Regions from separate parts of the Capra hircus genome. Here region 1 is linked to region 2. Evidence: chromatin contacts called from public Hi-C data. All regions are on one chromosome and are shown on one strand. Each heading gives the region's core, a stretch centred on a gene start, on an enhancer-like site or on the middle of the called end of the contact. The rest is flanking DNA. Distances are from core to core; before and after follow the strand shown.

Evidence for each region. A called contact is a pair of places that touch in the nucleus more often than the background predicts.
Region 1: a Hi-C map of blood shows a contact between it and region 2, with 2.8 times the contacts expected there. The contact joins two enhancer-like sites. A contact is called at or near these places in 2 of 5 Hi-C or Micro-C datasets (both in blood).

The regions. Positions count from the first base shown.
Region 1 is chr25:39,633,608-39,640,394 of ARS1.2, reverse strand. No RefSeq gene overlaps it. Among named protein-coding and RNA genes, the nearest start is that of FSCN1, 19 kb to the right of the region's middle. Within about 2 kb of position 4,759, at least 3 of the 5 cell types and tissues checked have an H3K27ac peak or open chromatin away from gene starts, as enhancers often do.
Region 2 is chr25:39,558,892-39,565,375 of ARS1.2, reverse strand. The region is part of intron 13 of RNF216 (E3 ubiquitin-protein ligase RNF216); the gene reads right to left. Among named protein-coding and RNA genes, the nearest start is that of FSCN1, 56 kb to the left of the region's middle. Within about 2 kb of position 4,720, at least 3 of the 5 cell types and tissues checked have an H3K27ac peak or open chromatin away from gene starts, as enhancers often do.

The DNA.
Region 1 (6,787 bases), core at 3,510-6,009, 75 kb before region 2:
TGGAGGGACCCGCGGGAGCGGAGGAAGGGGGGGTAGCCGTGGGCGTACAGCCCGAGGGTTCAGGGAGAGAGGGAGGGAGCGGGGAGACCGGGCGGGGCCTTCTCCGCATCCTCGGGGACCCCCTCATCCTTGAGCCCAGACTTGGGTGGAGGTGGGGCGTCCTGGAAGGAACTGGGGTGCGGGGGGGAGACGGCTCTCTTTTCAGTCCCGGAGGCCCAGGCCTTTGGCGGGGAGCTGAGCTGGCCCAGTCCGGGCTCCTTGAGTGACTCAGCCGGGTCAGGGCCTCTCTGGGACTAACTTCTTCCCCTAAATAAAGGGAGCCATTCAGTAAGCACGCTCATGCTGGTGCTCGGTGGCTAAGTCGCATTCAGTCATAAAGTCGCACTTGGCATTTGGGTGGGTGAGGGGAGGGGGCCAGGGCAGGCTGAGATAAGAAGGTCTGAGCACTGGACTGGGGGCCCTGGTGCAAAGATTCTAAGAACTGAGCCTCGGTTTTCCGATGCATAAAATGGGTATATATAACACCCTCAAGAATGAGACTTGCTAGAGGAAGCTGCACACTGTCCACCACCCGGGGTGGCCGGACTGAGAAGGTGAGTAAGTGTACTTCATGGCCCAGCTCCAACTTGCCTTCCTTAGAGAAGGCTACCACCACCACCAAGACAAAATGTACGGCCTGTTCCCTCTTAGGGACCGCCTCCCCTGCAGCCCGCAAGAACCCCACTGCCCTTTCCACCAACCGACCGGGCTGCGGGCCGCCTGGCGGCCTCCAGGTGGCGCTGGAGACGCGCCTGCCACGCCAAGCTGGGAGGGGCTGGACGTGTCCTAGGGAAGAGGGGCGCTCGGGAGGCCACCCCAGGCCCACGGAGAAGCCCTTTGGATACCCACCCTCTGACCCCGCCAGAAGTACTGCGTTCAAAAAATGCAAAATAAGAGTAAATACACATATGTATTTATGTGGTCAAGTTACAACGGAACAGGCCTCATCCTGAATTGGGGTCTGGAGCCTCTGACAGATAACTGATTAGGATGCTTATCGGAGTAGGGCGGTTTAAACACGGCCTGGAAAGGTGAGTAGGATGTGGAGCAGAGGGGAGGGGGAATTCTAGGCTGGAAGGTGGGACTGGTTCCAACAAGTACAGAATTTTTACAGTTCATTTCCTGGGTAAGAGGGTGGAATTTTGCAAGTGGAGTCTGATGGGGGTGGGCGATGGCCTAGCCTCACCCAGCTTGGGACTGGCCACGGTTTGTCTCAGATTGGCCTCAGGGACATGGAAGGTGGTGATCCATCAGCGTGGTATCCTGGCCCCGCTGGCACTGCACTCTGATGAACAGATACTGAGAAATCACCCTGGGGACACAACCAGCCGGCCTGTCTTCCCCCAACCCAACATCATCCGTAGCTCTCCAAGGCCCTTGAGACAAAATCTGGGGCCTCGGCTTGAAGCTGCCTGCCAACGGCCACTGGACATTTCCTGGCAGATGGAGACCAGGAACTGTGTCTGTGGGGTGCCGGACCAGGGGCAGCCTCCCAGCTTTTTGGGCCAGAAAGGCATAGAAAGGGACTTTCCTGGTGGTCCAGTGCCTGAGACTCCATACCTTCTCAATGCAGAGGCCCGAGGTTCGATCCCTGTTGGGGAACTGGATCCCACATGCTGCAACTAAAGAGTTGCATGCGAACCAAAAGGCCCTGCGCACCGGAGCTAGGAATTAGCACGGCCGTGAAAGAAAGGCAGGCATAGGCGAGGCCTTAGCACAGGTGCTAGGGTGGCCTCGGAGTCGTGTGTGTAGGGGGGTGGTGAGCACTGAGGAAGAACCAGGCCTTGACTGCCTGCCCCCCACCCCCCACCTTGCGGAGACTTGATCAAGGTCAGGAGGTAGAAATGCCCTGTGCTGGTGGGCAGGTGTCAAAGTATGATTTCCAAAAAGCTAAGATCATGACTCTCATACAATTAGAAAATGAATATTTGTGAAAGATTTCGTTCAACTCATTGATGAGGGAACAGTAAAATGGTAACATTGACACAAAGAGCATTTGTGGACCTGGGGTTTATATAATCACTTAAAAAAATACTAGGAGGAGATTCCTAAATTCCTGGCTTCCCTAGTGGCTCAGTGGTAAAGAATCGGCCTGCCAGGATCGCCAGGAGGCATGGGTGCGACCCCTGGTCTGGGAGGATTCCACACGCCCCGGAGCAGCTAGCCTCGTAGGTTCCACTGTTGAGCCTGGGCCGTACAGCCCAGATGGCTGTGGACCTAGAGTCTGTGCTCTGCAAAAAGAAGCCACCCTAACGGGAAGGTCAGGCCCCACAACTACAGAGAAGCCCCCACTCTCTGCAACTAGAGAAAAGCTTATGCAAAAATAAGCAAATAAATAAATTAAAAAGATTCCTAAATTTGATTTCACAAACCACCAAAACTTGACTAGTGTCCTAGGAGTAACCTTTGGTGTTATCTTTTGTCTCAGACACAAATCTACAAGTTAACCTGTAACTTCACCAAGTTTGAGCCCTTAATTAAAAGTAAATAGCAAGGCAAACAGAAGTTTGCTAGAGTCAGTTAACGGAGTGGGCTCCTTATACGCAACGCCTGCTCTGGGCCTCATTTCTAGGTCTCAGATAATCTTTCCGACACAGGAGAGATGGGTACCCAGCTGGGCCCTGGCACATACCAAGACTGGGAACAGTTTTCACTCTTTCTTGCCTCAATTTCCTTAACCAAAGGGTTGGACCACATCTTCTTGCTCTGACAATCTCCTCCATCCCCCAAGATTGATTTTACCTTCCAAATATATACCCAAGACCCCCACTCCAGTCCACTCCCACCCGTACAGTAGCCCCAGTTCAGTTCAGTCGCTCGCATGTCCGACTCTTTGTGACCCCATGGACTGCAGCAATTTCCTGTCCATCACCAACTCTCAGAGCTTGCTCAAACTCATGTCCATTGAGTCAGTGATGCCAACCAACCCTCTCATCCTCTGTCGTCCCCTTCTCCTCCTGCCTTCAGTCTTTCCCAGCATCAGGGTCTTTTCAGTCAGATCTTCACATCAGGTGGCCAAAGTATTGGAGTTTCAGCTTTAGCATCAGTCCTTCCAATGAATATTCAGTACTGATTTCCTTTAGGATGGACTGGTTGGATCTCCCTGCAGTCTAAGGGACTCTCAAGAGCTAAATAGCTCCACTCTGGTCCAAATGTCTTAGGGACCCCATAAAGCTAGTGACAATTGGGTTCAGAAGGACTTAAAGCAGCCACAGTCTCCAGCTCCTCCAAGGTGCTGTGTGATTTCAGGGAAATTTGGCCCCTCTCTGGGCTTTCAAGTTTCCAGTGGGGCAGAGGACAGGGTGGAGGGGGACCTGTGGTTGCTTCCGCCTGCTGTTGGGAATTTGGGAATCCCCCTCCCCAACCCACCTCCTCCTTTCAACTGGATGCCATTCAACTGAAATGGATTCAGCCCCTGGGGAAGAAAGAACTGATAAGCAACTAGTGGTCAAGAGCTTGGAAAGGACTTGTGATCTCCTAAGAGAATGAGATTCCTAGGCGGCTCCCTGGGAAAGAATCTGCCTGCCACTGAAGGAGACATGGGTTCAATGGATTCAATGCTTGGAGAGGGAAGATCCCCTGGAGGAGGAAATGGCAACCCACTCCAGTATCACACACATCTAGCCCAAACAGCACTCCAAAGGGTTCAGGAAAGCCTCACTGCTAGTCCCAGTTTTGCCGGCTCTCCTGAGTGAACTGAGGACATTAGCCACTGTGACCCTCAGTCTCCCTGCCTGTAAAATGAGAATTATCTCCCCAGGGTTGATGGGCTAACATGTCAGTGAACATCTTCACATTGCAAGAAATGGAGAATCCAATGCATCTTTTCTAGAACAGCAAATACGGCTTCCGTAGCCATCTAGAGGTAATGGGATGTCAGGGATGGTATGATCGGGGCTCTGGCTCAACTTCTGACTCTCTAAGCATTGTCTTCTCCCCCATGGGTCAGCTCTGCCTACAGGATGGCCAAATGCTTGCTGCAGGTCCAAGTGGCACATCCACAGGGCACGGTGACTTGGGGCAGACGGCAGTGCTCTGGGCCAGGGTGCCAAGCATGCCCCGGGTCGCTCCACATTGAGCAACTGAGGTCGGGCCCATCCCTGAAGCAATGACTGTGGATGGGGAGGTCAGGGGGTGGCCCCGGCTCAGGAGTCGAGAGGAAGAGCACAGAGCGGAAAGAAAACCTGTGTGCGGGGCATGCGTTAGCCCCGTCACAGACCGTCGCCTGCCAGGCTTCACTCTCCATGACAAGAATCCTGGAGTGGGTTGCCATTTCCTTTTCCAGGAGATCTTCCTAACTCAGGGATCTACCCGGGTCTCCTGCATTGCAGGCAGGTTCTTTACCATCTGAGCCACCAAGAAAACCCTCAGCTGTCCTTAAAAAGAAGGGGAGGGTTGGATGTGGGGTAGGAGCCCTGCCTGGGAAGCATAGTGGAGGCGGAAAGGAGAGACTGACAAGGAAATTCTTTAGGCGGTTGAGGATGCGGCCATCACCCAGCCTTGGGGTCTGTCTGGCTGGGAGGGGACTGCAATAGCTGAGGTGTGGAGGGTGGAGGACAGAAGGGGCTCTGGATGAGGGTGCTGCTGGGGAGGACTGCGGGAACCACACCCACAAGGAAGGCAGTCAGGCCCTGCCAGGAGCCTCCAAGCTCCCCGCACCTCCAGCTGCGCGAACTGCCGCCTCCGCCCGCAGGAAGCGAGCGGGGGAGGGGAGGCTGTGCGCGGAAGGGGCTGGGAAGGGCCGTCCCGGGACTCGGCCGGGGCGGGAAGCGATCTGGAAGCGGGAGTTGCCAAGGGAGGAAGGACTCGGGGTGGGGCGGGGGGCGGGGTGAGGGACGCGGGGTCCCCTAGGGTGGGCAGGGCGTGTCCCCGCAGCACCTCGCGGACCCGGGGGCGCCCCCTTCCTAGTCGCGCCCAGAGTCGGGGGCTCCCCCATCGCCGGCGGCGGCGCCTCTGCTCGCCCAGATTCCACCGCTGGATCCCAGGCCCCCTTCCCCCCCGCACTGCGCCCTCCCATGGTCCCTCCTTTTCCCCGGGGTCGCCCCGCGGCCTCAGAGGACCCCCAAAGGACCCTCAACTACGGCCCCAGGCAGGAGTCCCGCCCCCTTCCCCTCCTGGCCACGCCCACGACCCAGCCACGGCCTCCCCAGTGGCCTTCCAGACCTTCGGCCTCCCCGGATTGGTCCGTCTTCAATAGGCCACGCCCTCTCCCGCACAAAGACAGGGACTGGCTCAGCCCATCCCCACCGCAAAACCCCCAAGGAATCTGGGGGGCTGGGTCCCCAGGCTACGAGCCCAGCCTCACCCTGATCTCGGCGCCCCGCATGAGTCACAACCTAGGTGTTGTAATAATAACTGGGGTCGAGGTTGTTGTGAACCTCAGACGTGCAGACTTGGGGGTTCCACCTTGGGGAAAACCTGGGTCTCCTTACCCAGACCTCGCACCCCCTCACTCCCCAAGCCTGGCTCCGTTCCCGCCTAGGAGCTTACCCTCTAGGCCCCGTCCTTCTGTTGTTTCGCCTCCTTGCCCCTTGTGCTGGGGTGGGGATGGGTGGACTCAGTGATTACAGGTTACTTGATTATGAAGCTGATACTATTGAGGAAACTGAAGTTCAGAGAGAGTAGGTAACCCGCCTCAAGTCACACAGCAGTCAAGAGTAGCCAGGAAATAATAATGAGCTGTGGGAAGAGAGGGAGAAGCCTGTGGATGGTGTGATCATCTGTGCCTCCTCCCCACACACCTAAGACTCAGCAGTTAAGTCGCCAGAAGGGTCTTCAGGATGAGACAAGGATGACCCCAGCCAGGCAGTCAGCCTGGAGGAGGCAGTTAAATTTTATTTGCTTTTTAGGGTCAGAACATGAGCCATTTTAATGCAGCTCTGAAGAACTCAAGGTTCTTTGTACATAACTTTCTTTTCTTTTTGTTGGCTGAGCCAACATAGCCTATGGGGTCTGAGTTCCCCTCCCGTCTATGTGTCAAATCTGCGCCTTCTGCAGTGGGAGCACGGAGTCAGAACCACTGGACTGCCAGGGAAGTCCTAGAATTTTATTTTTTTATCAGCGATTTACTTGCTCCCAAGGAATAGCACCATCCAACTGATACATAAGGCAAGCCATACATGCAAACCCCATGTGTAATTTTTAGATTTTCTTGTCTGGAGAAGGGGATTTTCGTAAGGAAACTTGGCAGTGGTGTCTAGAGAGCGTGTACAGGCTTTGTTCCCACTTCCACCTCCCAGGCAAGTTTAATCTCCTTGAAACTTGCCTTATCTGTAAAATGGGATGATAAACCGTGAGGATGAGAAGAGACCCTGCCCAGTGCTAGGCACACTCTCGGGGTTGGATGAGCAGTACCTGTGGGACTGTGCAGAGTGAGGGGCCCAAGTCCACAGACCGTCAGCGGGAATCCCGGAGGAGCAGCACCTCGGCTCAAGGGTTCCGAGGGAGCAGCTGATGGGGCCCGTGGGTCTTGTGCTATGGGACCGCCGGAGCCAGGAGGGCAGGGCGGGGTGAGTGTCCAGGCTGCCCTAGGAAGGATGGGTGTGGGGGACATTCAGGGCATGCCAGGCAGGGGCAGACAGGGTGGAGCCTCCCTGTGCCCAGCAGGGACCAGCAGAGGGTGTGGGTGGGCGTCAGGACCTCAGACTTCCTGAAAGCGCCTTAAACTCTCTCAGAGCCGTCGGTGCTTCCGTAGTTCTGGGCGAGGGTGGGCGGGTAGTGGGAACACTGGCCAGGACCCCTAGGTTCA
Region 2 (6,484 bases), core at 3,471-5,970:
CATGGGTTCAATCTCTGGTCAGGGAACTGAGATCCCATAAGCTGCACGGCATGGCCAAAAAAAAAAAAAGAGTAGAACCAGACTCTCAAGCATTTCAACTATCAAACATATTCAATGTGCTAATATTTTAATGAGCATGAATGCTTTTCATATCATTAAATTAAAAAATGTTTTAAACTAAAATTATTTAAAAGCATTTATTTCATCCTACCCTTTAAAACTTTCTAAATGTATATTCTGCAATGTATGTTACAACAGTAGCACAAACATGTAACTTGTAAGTAAACGCCCGTACACTCGGGGGGAATTCTGCTGTGTGCATTTTCCTTCCCCGACAGAGAGAGCAATCACAAAGTCAGACATCTGCTGCTCTCGAGCTCGGACAGTCGTGGAAGAAGGGAACCAGACAGGGCAGCAATCTGCCTGGGGTTGCATTTCCAGAAGCTCTGATGGACTGAAGGGCCGAGCAAGAGGCAGGAAGACAGTTAAGCAGAAACTGGAAGAGTCTGTGGGCTTGGGCTGCTGGAAGCATGGACTTGGATCGAGCGCTGCAGATGGAGAAGCCGCTCCGAGCGAGGTGGGTGGTAGAGGTGAGAATACAAGTTTAATTTTGGACTAGCTTATTTATTCACTCTCAATATTTGCTGAATTTTTATCATTTGTCAAGGGCTATAGCAGATGCTGGGGATATAGCAATAAGCAAGTCAGACTTCTTGGGGTTTATGTTCTGGTGAAGAAAACATTAAATGAACAGGGTACATAGCTACAACTGTGGTAGGAACATTTCAGAGGAAAAGCACTGGGTGCTGTAAAGCAGCAGAGTTAAGAATCAGCCCAGGGACCAGGAAAGCCTGAGGATATGGTGCTGAAGCTGAGCCCTCAGGGATGAGCAGAGTGAGCCGGATTTGGGGGAAGGGTGCTCTAGGCAGAGGGAGGAGCAGGGGGGAGGGCTCTGGCATGGGGGTGGGGGATGGCCTGTCTCATCTGCGGGGCAGAGGGAGCTGGTATTAGCTGGAGCCCAAGGGGGAGAGCTGAGAGTGGACAGTGGTTAACCCTGGTGCAGCCACTAGAGGAGGAGGGAGGTATTTGGAAAGCCAGGGTGATGGGTGGGAAGCGCAATGATCTAATTTACATTTTTAAAAGACCATTCTGGCTGCTCATGGCGGAGGGAGGGATGCCTTGCTAGGCGGCAGGACTTTGCAGGGACCACCCCCCCCACCCTCAACACACATAGGACAAGGGCCCTGTAAACAACTTGGAGAACAAGCCCTAGAGTCTGGATTCAGTTCTGGGCCTAATTGCTGCTGCTGCTAAGTCACTTCAGTCCTGTCTGACTCTGTGCGACCCCATAGACAGCAGCCCACCAGGCTCCGCCGTCCCTGGGATTCTCCAGGCAAGAACACTGGAGTGGGTTGCCATTTCCTTCTCCAATGCATGAAAATGAAAAGTCAAAGTGAAGTCACTCAGTCGTATCCGACTCTTAGCGACCCCATGATTGCAGCCTACCAGGCTCCTCCGTCCATAGGATTTTCCAGGCAAGAGTACTGGAGTGGGGTGCCACTGCCTTCTCCATAGTCACTTCAGTTGTGTCCAACTCTGTGTGACCCCACAGACGGCAGCCCACCAGGCTCCACCATCCCTGGGATTCTCCAGGCAAGAAGACTGGAGTGGGTTGCCATTTCCTTCTCCAATGCAGGAAAGTGAAAAGTGAAAGTGAAGTCGCTCAGTCGTGTGCGACTCTTAGCGACCCAATGGACTGCAGCCCACCAGCCTCCTCCGCCCATGGGATTCTCCAGGCAAGAGGACTGGAGTGGGCACCATTGCCTTCTCCGAGCTTCCACAGCCCTCCACGACTCTGTTCCTTAACCCAGCGGGGCCAGCGATGAGCCTGCAGCAGTGAGGCTGATATGTGACTGGCAAACGGCTACACGTCTGTCATTTCTGGTCAGGAATAAGAGGGCCAGTTTCCCTACATGATTTCAGAAAGGGACTTGACTTTACAAAGGAGATTTGTTTTTTTCAGCTTTGGCTCTTTGATGAGTTTCTCATTGAAATGTCATCTATACGGTAGGGACCATCTTTAAAAAGTGTCTCAAACTCAGATATCCCACTCAAGGTTTCCCTGGCTCAAGGTTTCAGACTTACACATCTTCCGGTACAGGCTGTTCACATACACATTTTATTCAGTCTTCACAGCAATACTACTTGGCCATTATTCACCCCCTCCTTTTTTTTTGGTTAAGTAAATGAGAAAAGGAAGGCTCAGAGAGGCAAATTAACTTGTTCATAAGGTTATTAAGCTATGCACTCAAGTCTGCTCAAATCCATTCCTGCTTCCCACTCTGTTCTCACTGCCTCCTGGCATGGTGTTGTGAGCAAGAACAGGTCACTGCTCACTGGAAACCCAAGGGCATGAGGGTATGAGCATCTTATGTAGGGGAAACCACAGAGGAAGGGTCAGCGAGGTCATGTAGAATCCTGGGCATCGCGGCACCGAGGTGTGGACACCCAGCTGCAGTTGCACAGGATGCCTGCTTCCCCCGTTTCCTGGAGAGCTGGGAAGGACCCATGAAGAGGCAGGATGGACTAGGAGTAAACCCAAGGACACGGCTTCTTAATAATAATGATAGGAATCCGCGAACCACAGGGCAATCCCGGGCTGGACACGTGTGAGGAAGTAGCTGCTCTTGCCGCTTTCTACCAGCTTCATGTCTGAAAGTGTGTCCTGAGATTCCTATTAGATGTACACACATGAGCTTTCCACACCAGAACCAACTACCAATGACCTGGTCCTTCCTTTGCAAATACTTGCCACTCACTTCCCCAGAGGCGGCCAGGACCAGAAGGGGTGAGGACCTGCGGGTGGCAGTGGCTGAGACCATGGCCACCACAAGGCTGCCCTGGAGCGCTCTGCACTGAGCGGAGCAGGGACACCTCCCCGCTCCTCCTTCGCCAAGAGCTGCCACGGGGACCAGCACTGTTCTCAGCAATCTGCCGGTGAACAAACGAAGTCCCCGCCCTCCTAGAGTCTATATTCTGGGGTGGGGGGCAGTGGGCGGACCACCACACAGGTAAAATGTCCGCCCTGTCAGAAGACAGGGAACATCTGGGGAACTAAAGCCAGGCGAAGGGCAGAAGTGCAGGGAGGTGTGCGAGGCGGTGCTGCAGCTCACGGCTGAAGGGCATCTGCTGGAGGAGGGGGAGCGGGACGGTGCAGGAGAGACGCTTAGACAAGCCGCTGTTCAGGGCGCACCTGTTCCGAGCCAGCACTCAGGCTAGCCCGCTGGCCTCCTGCCAGGGCTCCACGCCTGACACTTCAGCCTCACGAAGCTCTGCTGAGGTGTCCTTTCTCTGCTGGCAACACGTACTCATCAGCTCTCATTTCAAATACTAGGGGTTCCGGGAAACCCAACTGACTTGGTCAGAAGCTGGTACTTTTTCTCTGCACTCCCAGAGCCCTTGGCTTCAATGCTATTACAGAACCTTTAATAGTGCCTTGTGATTATCTGATTACATCACATCTCCAAGGGGTCAGGCACTCCTTGAAGGCATAGTCTATGCCCTGCTAATCACTACACACAGGCTTGGAGCGGAGGGTCCATCTATTAAAAAATGCCATCCCCTGAGTGCCTGCTGTGAGCCACACGGGGATCCACCGGTGACTAGGGCAGCAGAAAGTCCAGACTGAAAGGAGCCTATAATCTTCCACATTATGTCTCAATTATCTTCGGATTTCTAGGGCCTGGCACTAGGTCTGACACACACAAGGGGCTGAACGGATGAAAAACTACAGAGACGACGGTGGGCAAGACAAAGCACACTCTGCTCCATGAAGAGCTACAAATGCGGCTAGCCTGCCCTGTTCTGGGGGCTTCTGCATTTCACGTGGGAAAAGGCACAACGGAACCTCCAGGTAAACTGATCTCGCCCCCAAAGAACCCTATCACATCTTTTTCTTTAAAATTACACAAAATGTGGTGATGGTTTTACGACAAAGTCAAGTTACACGTGGGACAACTTCAAGTTAGTCCATCAGAGTTTATGCCTTAAGGATACGGGTTATGCCTTTCGCACTGCATTCCTTTCTTTGCTCCTTAAAACCCTTCCCCAAGCTAATGCACACAGCTTACAGATAGGTTACTACCAAGAAGTCAACGGCCAGGTGCCTGCAGAAGGTGCTTGAGGAAGTACTGCATGCATTTAAAGTAAGATATTCTTGGTCAATTTTCTCCTATAGCTTCCATATGTGGAAACGGATCTCTCTTCATTTCCAATGAAAGGAGCTTCACCAAGTACACTGCCTGTGAGAACCTCTAGTTCAGAAGGATTAGGACTCAAATCACAGTCAGTCAGGCTCTTCCCAGGGCGTGTAGAAGGTCAGTGGCCACCTGAGGTCAGATCACAGGTTCCTCCTGCCCACCCCTCACCCCAACAAGACAAGTCCAGCCTGCCTGGGCCTACCTTTCTTAAGGATGAACAAAATTAAAACATTAATTCTTTTGGTGATGTCTTATAATTATTGGATTACATCATGCCTCTACAAGAAGCCAAGCTCGCCTAAGAGATTTCTCACTATCCTTCAAATTAAATAATCTCTCTGAGACAGAAGAACCTTTTGATTTTTGAATGCAGAAATTAAAATATGGGTGTGGCCAGGCAACAGCTCTGGGCAACGTTACTGCAGAATGGGTTTCTCTGGGGAAGACTCCACAGTGTTCCTTTTCTTGGATGGACACACACACAGAACTATAGGAATTTAAAACGTGCGCACTGGGTGCACACCCTACCACATCTATGCACAGAAAGAGACTCTGAAAAAGGAAACCTCCAAATCTCATTCCTGCAGCTTAGAAGGAAGCCAAACAGCCCTTCTCTCCGGATTCACCGAGATCAGGTGACAAATCAGAACAGGCGGCTCATATCTGGTTTCTGTGCTGCTGCTGCCCCCTAGGGACAGGAAGCTGTGAAGGCACGGAGACTCATGGCGAGAGCTGGGCTGCCCGGGAGAGCGCTGGGTGTGCTCAGCTGGGTCCCACTCTGCAACCCCACGGACAGTAATCCACCAAGCTCCTCTGTTTGTGGAATTTTCCAGGCAAGAATACCGGAGTGGGGTTGCCAATTCCTTCTCCAGGGGATCTTCCCTAGGAGAGGGTAACACTGAAACACTGACTGGGAAAGGCCATTATACTAAGGCCATGGCTGCCTGCTTTTTACTGTACTACGCAGCCAGGACTTCTAAGAAACAGTGGGATGTAATGTAAATGTAAATTACTCCCGGGTGTCCAGGAATAATAGAAGTCCAATTTTATCTTTATTGAAATAACCACAAAACACCAATTTCCTCATAGAATTAATAGTTATTCAGGTATGACTTTCTCTAGAATGTCCACTGAACAGAACCATGGGGACGATATCAGCAACACCCGCGGCACGCCAGCAGGCACATCCTAATATACTCTGATGACTACGCTCGGTAATGGGGAATAAAACGGACAGATACAAGTTGCCTACCTTCCCAGAAGTTACTCAGGGAAAGGTCACCATATGTCATATAAGTAAAACACACAGTGAGACAAGATTATAGGTGCTCAGGAGGAAAATATGGTGCTGCGTTGCAGAGAGGGCTGCTGTTCATAATTTGAAAGTGGGTGGCAGGGGAGGGCTTCTCTGAGAAGGTGTATTTAAGCAAAGACCTAACAGAGAAGAGGAAGTAGGCTCTGTGATGTCTGGGGGGAGGGATTCCAGGCCATGGGAATAGCAAGGAGGGAGGTGGAAAGGCCACTGGGCTGAAGAAGGGCGGGGTGTCTGGGGCCTGGGAGACAGTGGTTAGGACTCTGGCACGCACCCAGAGTAAACAGGTTAAAGAGGGTTCTCTGAAAAAGGACTTAAGTGAGTGAAGTCCTCAAACCCCCTCCACTGGCCCCCTCCCTGGCAAACTCACAGGTCTTGGAGCCACACCTCCACCTGGGCCCCAGGTCTCTCGGGCTTCGTGCTGTGCTCACAGCTTTGAAAGGGCGGGTGGGCAGAGGCTGTGACTAAGCCCAGCCCAAAGGGCTCTGCTCACAGTAGACGAGAAACACAAGGCAAGTCTGGGGAACCAGCTCCTCACAGCTATGATTCGTACAACTATGGACTAGAATCCATTGGTGGGTTATGAAATTATTTTAGTAAAATACAGTAAGTGGATTTTAAAAAAACTAGAACAGAAAAGATACAAGAGTGCATTCCATATGCCAGGTATTTATTTCGTAAAACTATTGCTTTGGTTATACATATACATGTTTATGTTTGCACTGATTTTATGGTAACATATATTCCTACTATAAGTCACAGTCAAAACAATCTGAAAGCCATCAACTTAGGATTCAGTCAGTCATCCATCCATTCAAACACCAAAAAGCTTCTTTAGAGGATGACTTACAGATGCACTGTACACCAGAAAAGCAGAGAAACCAGACCCCGCCATGCAGGCCTGAGCAGGAAT